2 separate regions of the Oryctolagus cuniculus genome follow, and region 1 is linked to region 2. A link is a contact called in public Micro-C data. All regions are on one chromosome and are shown on one strand. The core of a region is the stretch at or near the end of the contact, and the rest is flanking DNA. Distances in the headings are between cores, read along the strand shown.

Region 1 (3,605 bases), core at 82-2,581, 210 kb before region 2:
AGAGATCTTCCATCAGTTGGTTCACTCCCCAGGTGCTGCAATGGCTGGTGAGGGGCTGATCCGAAGCCAGGAGCTTCTTCCATCTGCTGGTTCACTCCCCAAATGGCTGCAACAGCTGGGGCTGGGCTAGGCTGAAGCCAGGAGCCAGGAACCAAGAGCTTCTTCGGGGTCTCCCACATCGGTGCAGGAGTCCAAGCACTTGGGCCATCTTCCACTGCTTTCCCAAGCATGTTAGCAGGGAGCTGGATCGGAAGTGGAGCTGCCGGGACATGAACCAGCACCCATATGGGATGCCAGCGCTGGAGACAGTGGCTTAACCCACTACGCCACAGTAACAGCCCCACCAAATGTTTGTAAATCATCAAAATTCCTATTCTCCACAGACAGGACTCTGGGCCCTCAAGGATACTGTTTCTTTGACTTAACCCAGTGGGCTCCTACGATGTGGGGCCATAGAGGGAGTTGCCGGAAGGGGCTGGGGAGCCACCCTGCACAGGCGCCCTGCGACCTTGCACAAGTGTCACACCTCTCGGTGACTCAGCAGCTCCAGGTGTAACATGAGGACAATAATAGCAGCATCAATAGGGCTATTTTGGGAATCCTAGGAGTGGATGATGTAAAACACACAGAAGGGTGTCCCTAGCACTCGGCTAGCTCATTGCGTCTCGGTGCCCTATTACGAAACGTGTGTCTTCTGTCATTAGGACACCATTCATTCCAGAGAAACCACGCCCTAGCCGCGACGCCGCCGGCTCGCCCTACTGCAGCCCACCGCAGCGTCCCTGTGCGCGGGGGCGCACCCCTTCCCCGCCTCCCACAGATCCGGAGCTGAACCACGAGGGGCAGAACGTCCGGACAGGGGCCGTCCGGCTCCTCCCAAGTCAGCGCCGCCACTCTCGGCATCACCCAGGAGTGGGACAGCAACGCTGCTTCAGACCCGCTTCTACGAAGTGGGCTGGGGGCGATCAGGGGCTCCAGCCTTGGGCGTGGGGGCGGCGGGGCGCCCGGCTGGAGCTAACTAAAGGACCTGCACGTTTACACACCCACGTCATTGGCCTGGGCGGGGACCAGGGAGCCCAGGTGACCGGTCGGCCGGGGTCCCAGCGTCACCTGGTGGCCAGAGGTAAGGCCTGTCCTTGCCAGGCTAAGAGGGCGCCAGCCGCCGTGCAACCAGGAGTGCAGGGACGGGGTCCCCTGGGGCCGCCCGCTCCTTCGTCACTCGCCCCGGAAGTCAACAGCAACCCGGCCTTGGAAGGGAGACCTGGAGGAGGGTTTCACAGTCCCTTGCAGTTTCCCTCCGAGCCGCTAGGTGACACTAGACATCCACTTCTCCCAGTTTTCTTTCGACTCCGCGCCCCTCTCTCGCCGAGACATCAATCTCGCGAGATCGCTCGGAAACTTACAGAACCGGAAGTATCGTGTAAACCTTTTCCCTTTGGTGGCCATCGCCGGAGCGGCAGCTGGTGAGGGTTTCCCTGGGAGGCGATTGCAATCCACGCTCATCCGTTCGTGGGCGCGTTGGCTCTCGGATTCGGGGGCCCCGAGACTCTCCCACCAGCCGCACAGCAGCCAGGGAGGGGGTTTGGGGTGGCTTCTGTTTGATGCTTAGCTCAGGGACCACAGAAGGCGAAGGGGAGGGGGACAGGGGATTTGGGGACTCGGAAAGCGGAGCAGGAGCGGAGGAAGTCTAGGAATTGAAGTTTCCTAGATAACTGTTGGCAGTGAAGTCCACGCACAACCGCAGGCCGCGCTCGCCTCTAGGAGGGTCTTTGGGACCTGCGATCTGTGCAGGATTTCCAGGTGGGGGCAGGGTGATTTGGGGGGCGCCAGGTGTTCACACTCAAGTCTCTCGAAGGTGAACTTTGGTCCTTCCAAAACCTGATGTTACAGTTGAAAAATGGAGTTGTCGGTCATCTAATATAAAGAGTTTGGGGGGATGTAGACAGAAAGTTTAGTGATTAAAGCAGCTGTGTTAATGGGGCGCTCTCTCTCCCCCAGGGACATATAGAAAATACCCCAGTGGAGCGTTGTTTCTATTGAGCCTTTAGTCGACCGGCCGTTCAGCTCTCTGGTGTAACTGATGTCTGTGGTCTGAGTTTTTAGGGGGAAGTTGTTGCTGCTGTTTGGGAAGCGTGTGAGGTTTTAGTCATTGGAGGTTCTTAATTCTTCACACAGCCAAAATGAAGTTCAATCCCTTTGTGACTTCTGATCGGAGCAAGAACCGGAAAAGGCATTTCAATGCCCCTTCCCACATTCGCCGGAAGATTATGTCTTCTCCCCTTTCCAAAGAGCTGAGACAGAAGTACAACGTGCGATCCATGCCTATCCGAAAGGATGATGAAGTGCAAGTATGTATTCCTGCTGTCCGGGCGGATTTCAGGATGAGTCGAGCCAAAAACACGTTGCTTTTCAGTTCCCTTTTTATTGGGTGAAAATCCGTTTTCTCAAGCATCAGCTCCAGTCATAATAAAAGAGGCAAATTATCCAAACGCACCAGCAGAAGGTTCCTTGGGAATTAGCCTTTTCTCAGTATGTTGGATCATTGTAAAGGCATTTGAGGGCCCGAAAAGTTGCTAAGAATCTAGACTCAGAATCTCTTTAATGGAACACCATAGTTCCATTAAAGATTTGTCACAGCTACTCACATCTCCAGTAGACCTTGGAAGCAATTGAGTGTTTTGTTTTCAGGATGTAGCAATATAAGGAGGTCAGGAACTGGAAGGAAACGTGTTCAGAAGCACTTTGGGTTGGTTCTAACAAGCCGAGTGATGGCTAGGACTCCTGGATAGCAAACTGCTCACCTTTGCGAAAGAATTGGTTTGTTCACTTGTGTGTTTGTTGGAGTCCACTCTTGCCTGGCATTGAAGTGGGCACTTAACTAGGTTGTGAATTAGACTTGAGGCCAGTTCTGCTTTTGAGACAAAATAACAAGGTCCTTGTTAACTTCCTACAGAAACCCAAAGTGGTGGCTTCTTTTCATCCTTTAAATAAGCCTCCCCCTGCTGGTAGCTGTCAGCTGTAGGGATGCACTGTCCCTCTCTGTAGACACCTGGGGGCATGGTTTAGCTAAAACCAGGGAGCTAGAATCTTAATGTCATTAAGTCGTTCAAAATTGAAAGCTCTTAGAGATTTAATTCACTATTTCCCTTGTAATGATGATCTTGTTTTTATCTGCTTATTCCTGCTATTTTTGAATTTCAGGTTGTGCGAGGACACTACAAGGGTCAGCAAATTGGCAAAGTAGTCCAGGTTTACAGGAAGAAATACGTCATCTACATTGAGCGGGTGCAGCGAGAAAAGGCCAATGGCACAACTGTCCATGTGGGCATTCACCCCAGCAAGGTGGGTGTTCTGAGAACGCTTGAAACAGAAGGAAGTGAGCACAGTTATTAGCAGGTGTGACTGCTTGTTTACAGACAGTCGCAGGGAAACAGTCCCTGATTTTAGATGTGCTGGGAATCTTGTAAAGCAAATTCTGTATTTGTTTTGAAAATTCAAATACTACTTAAAATGTTTCTGAAACCAAAGTGTCTTTAACAGTTGCTCTGTTTGTATATTTAATGTATCTTTTTCCAAAAACTATGGGAAACCTGGCAGATGAACAG
Region 2 (4,094 bases), core at 431-2,930:
TGTGAAAAGGTCCAAGACCCGCGGTTCGAGCTCCAAGTGAAAGTCACACACAAAACCAACACGTGACACCTGACACTGGAGGACCCAAAACTTAAGGTTCCACCGAGATTTGAACTCGGATCGCTGGATTCAGAGTCCAGAGTGCTAACCATTACACCATGGAACCCCACTTGCCTCACCCCTTTCCGAGATTATACACATTACTGGAATTCCTATTTTCCATTTCCCCCCTCCCAGTATAGTTAAAAAGCCAACTAACCCCAACCCGTTGTCGGAGCATTTAAATTACTATATATTGTCTAAATACACGTCGTGGTTAGAAGATTGCATGCCAAAAAAGACAAAATTCCACTAATTGCAAAGTACTGATTCCATGTTACAGTAAGATTTTGCAACACTAAGTAAAGTACATGATTATGCTGTTTTTTGCCGTTTCTTTTTTATCTTTTATTATGTAATTCCTGCAAAATGTACATTCCCATCCGTGCCTCGCAGGTGCCGCGTTCTAAAACACTGGCACACGACACCCTCTGGTCCTTATGAAGGCACGTAGTTTTATCTTTCTGGCTGTTTCCCCGTGCCTCATTTGAAAATGTACAGTATTTCATTGCACGCCTAAAGAAAACAAGTCTCCCGCAGTGAGAAAAATCAGACGCCCGAACAGGGACTTGAACCCTGGACCCTCAGATTAAAAGTCTGATGCTCTACCGACTGAGCTATCCGGGCCCTTACTCGGGCTGTCTTCTCCTACCTAGAAGAGGTTCATACAGCCGTCAATCCCGGCCCACAAGCCGAGCAGGGAGCCGGTTCTTTCTATTCACACGACTCGGGCACCGACTCGGAGGACGCGAGCGAGGCCCGGCACCACTGGCTGCGCTTTCTCTGCCCGCTTCCTCGGCGCCCACGCTGAGGCGGGGGAGCCGGGGCGGGAACGGCGCGGAGCGGGAACGCTGCGGTGCCGGGACTGGCCGCGCGGGGCCGCTGCGGACTACGGGCCGCCCTCGCGGCCAAGATTCCTCCCCGTCGCGTGCGACCCAGATCCCGGACGCCCTGGGCCCTCGGGCGCCCGCCCACTGTCCTGCAGGCCGAGGGCGCCCTGGAGCGGAAAGAATGCCACGCGGGGCCTCCAGACCCCGTGCGGCCGGGCTCCGCTGGGTCCCCGCGACCCGCCCTGGCCCAGCGCAGCGACTGAGGTCGCGCGTGCCGAAGGCTGGGACAGCGGGGTCCCGGGAGTGAGGGGCGGGGTGCGTGAGACGGCGTGCGGGGCACCCCCTGCTGTGTGTGTGTGCGTGGGAGGAGTAAGAGCGCGACTCACTCGCGAGTGGCTGCAGTCATGTGAGATTCGTGGCCGAGTCTCGCTCGCCTGTGTTCAGTGATTCACGGGTGATTCACACGCAGGAATTCAGGTGCCCCGTGCTCACTTCTAGCTGGGGGGAGGGAAAGGAAGAAAGGGTCTCTGGAGGAAGCTGAGCGGTGGGCCCCTGGCCAGGCAGAGAGGTCAGTGTCCCAATCACACAGGTGTCGCGCCTCCTCCCTGTAGCTCTCAGCCTCTGGTCCCTCCCTCCCTCCCCAGGGGACCCAGGCTCCTGATCTCCATCTGGGCGAGCCAGCCAGAGGGACTGGCAAGCAAACAAGTATTAGGGTGGAAGGAAGAGTGTGGGCGGAGAGAACGAGCCCGAGCGGCCACCTGAGAGCTTCGGCGAGAGCTCAGGAGTGTCCCAGAGAGAGCTGGGTCCTCCTGTCCCCAGGACCCCAGCCCAGCCCGGCTGCCGCTCGCCTCCTCCAGGCAGGCTGCGGGACTTCCCTCCTTCCTTCCCATCATGGCTGTGTACCGCCTTCGTGTGACCACTGGTCCCTACCTGATGGCCGGCACCATGGACAACATCTCCGTCACCCTGGTGGGCACGTGTGGGGAGAGCCCCAAGGAGCGGCTGGACCGGATAGGCAGGGACTTTGCCCCGGGCTCGGTGAGTACGGCGGAGGAGGGAAGGGCCCCCCAGGAGGGCCCCCACGACGGTCCTGGAGGGGCAGGACTCAGGGGGGACCCCGAAGAAGGTGTGGAGGCGCGTTCCTCCCGGCCCTGACCCGGTCACTATTCCTATGGTGGCCCCTGTCTTTTCTGGAATGCAGAGCCGGGAGCTAGCTCTCTACCTCCCTAGCTCCCATAGGCTGGTGGTGGGCACCGGGCAGGTCATTTCTGCTGTTAGCCTACACTTCCTCTTCTCCCTGGAGGGCTCTCGCCGGCCCCCGGGATGGTTTGCTGGCGGGCTGCACGAGGGAGCCACACTCTCCAGCTCGCCCGCACCTGCCCCGAGCGTGCTTCTGCCTGGGGGAGCGACTCTCCTTTTTCTAATCTGAATGGATTAGAAGCCTCTCGTAGGGGTGGCTAGTGGCAGCTGAGGTTGCTCTGGATCAGCTGAGGGTGTAGACCCGACTCTTGCCAGGTGTCTTGGTAATTCCCTGCCGCTCACTCCCTCGCGCCCCAGGTGCAGAAGTACAAGGTGCACTGCGAGGCGGAGCTGGGCGAGCTCTTGCTGCTGCGTCTACACAAGGAGCGCTACGCGTTCTTCCGCAAGGACTCGTGGTACTGCAGCCGCATCAGTGTCACTGCCCCCGACGGAGCCGTCTCCCACTTCCCCTGTTATCAGTGGATCGAGGGCTACTGCACCGTGGAGCTGCGGCCCGGAACAGGTGGGCCACGGCTGAGGCTGGATGGGGTCTCACCGAGCCTGGGGTGTAGGACCTGGGGTTGAGGTGAGGAACTCTGGGCTCCCAAGTAAATGCTTTCTTTAAAAAAAAAAAAGTGAATTTCTAAAACCCTGAAATGTGGGGGTTGGGGGACAATTTTACTCCTCTGGGACACATGCGCTTGTACAGACATAAGAGGGTACTTCGAAAAGTTCGTGGAAAAGTGAAATTAAGAAAGAATTTTTGATGTGAAAATTTTCCAAATCTGTACATATAAGTGGTCTTCCAAAAATTCATGAAAAAGCGCCCTATTGTGAAAAGGTATGAATGCATTTCAGACTTTTTTGCACCAGAATAACCATCTCTCAGAATTTCATTTTCCCACACACTTTGGGCGGCTCTTTGCTTTCCCCAAAGAAAATGCCTCTAGATGCAGAGACAAACTCCCCTACAAGCTGAAGTGCTTGAGTCTCTCCTGGGGAGAAGCCACCAGGTTGGGGAATTTCCCTGGAGAAGCCCCGTCCCCTACTGTGGCTTCTCTAGGGCGCGTGAAGCCCCTGTGAAGGGGTGTTGAATTTAGGGAGCGGCTGGGTCAAGCCCCTTCAGCTTCCGGAGCTGCCTGCTCTGAGCATTATTGGCAATGAGGACAGAACACTAGGTCGAGGCGCAGGAACCTTCCCCTAACGCCAATAGCGAGCTGTCCCTAGAGCGAGCTGTGACCCTGGGGCGTCTACCCACAGCTTCACAAAATGTACTTGTTCATCCGCCTGTCTTGGTGCCAGGCTGCTGGGAGCAGCATGGTTTGTACCCTGCAGGTCCTGGTCAGGCAGGAGATGGGTGTGGTTTGCGGGCAAGCAGAGCTCCTTCCACTGACCACTGCACAGGGCCACGGTCCCCGTGTGCTTGCCCTGGCCGTGGTGGGACTGCAGGCAGGGGTTAGGGACTTGGGCAGGGTGGCGGAGGTGGAGCCGTCTGACCAGCGCTGTCCTCTCCTTCCCCACAGCAAGAACCATCAGTCAGGACTCCCTTCCCCTCCTTGTGGATCACCGGAAGCGGGAACTCCGGGCGCGACAAGAGTGCTACCGGTGAGGTCGGCCGGCTGTGACATCCCCCCCCCCCCCCCCCCCGCATCTGTATTCTGACCTCAGCCCCAGTCAGGTTGTTCCCAGCTGGGGTCAAAATTCCAGGCTTGGGCTTCTACCCCCTCCCACCCCAACCCTAAGACTGACCCCTAGTCTGGCCCCAGAAGACCACAGCCAACAATTGTCCCAGCACCCTCCGTGACCCAGTGCTCAACCCCAACCATCCTGGTCCCCACGTTGGAAAGACCCTGGTGCTCACCAAGCTTGGTCGTAGCTCAACCTTAACAAAAGGCCGTCTGTAAGCCACCATGGATGTCGTCCTCA

The links. Hi-C and Micro-C count contacts between places; a contact is called where the count stands out from the background.
Region 1: a Micro-C map of ear pinna shows a contact between it and region 2, with 5 times the contacts expected there. The contact joins the promoter of RPL26 here to the promoter of ALOXE3 in region 2. A contact is called at or near these places in 2 of 6 Hi-C or Micro-C datasets (ear pinna and an unstated tissue).

The regions. Positions count from the first base shown.
Region 1 is chr17:52,827,097-52,830,701 of mOryCun1.1, reverse strand. RPL26 (ribosomal protein L26) reads left to right here and starts at 1,331. Exons shown (of 4, transcript XM_002719000.5): 1 at 1,331-1,463; 2 at 2,176-2,348; 3 at 3,202-3,342. The coding sequence starts at 2,181.
Region 2 is chr17:52,615,980-52,620,073 of mOryCun1.1, reverse strand. It overlaps ALOXE3 (arachidonate epidermal lipoxygenase 3), which reads left to right and starts at 1,680. Exons shown (of 15, transcript XR_011383289.1): 1 at 1,680-1,967; 2 at 2,487-2,691; 3 at 3,692-3,773. TRNAK-UUU (transfer RNA lysine (anticodon UUU)) reads right to left here and starts at 726; the gene lies at 654-726. TRNAQ-CUG (transfer RNA glutamine (anticodon CUG)) reads right to left here and starts at 166; the gene lies at 95-166.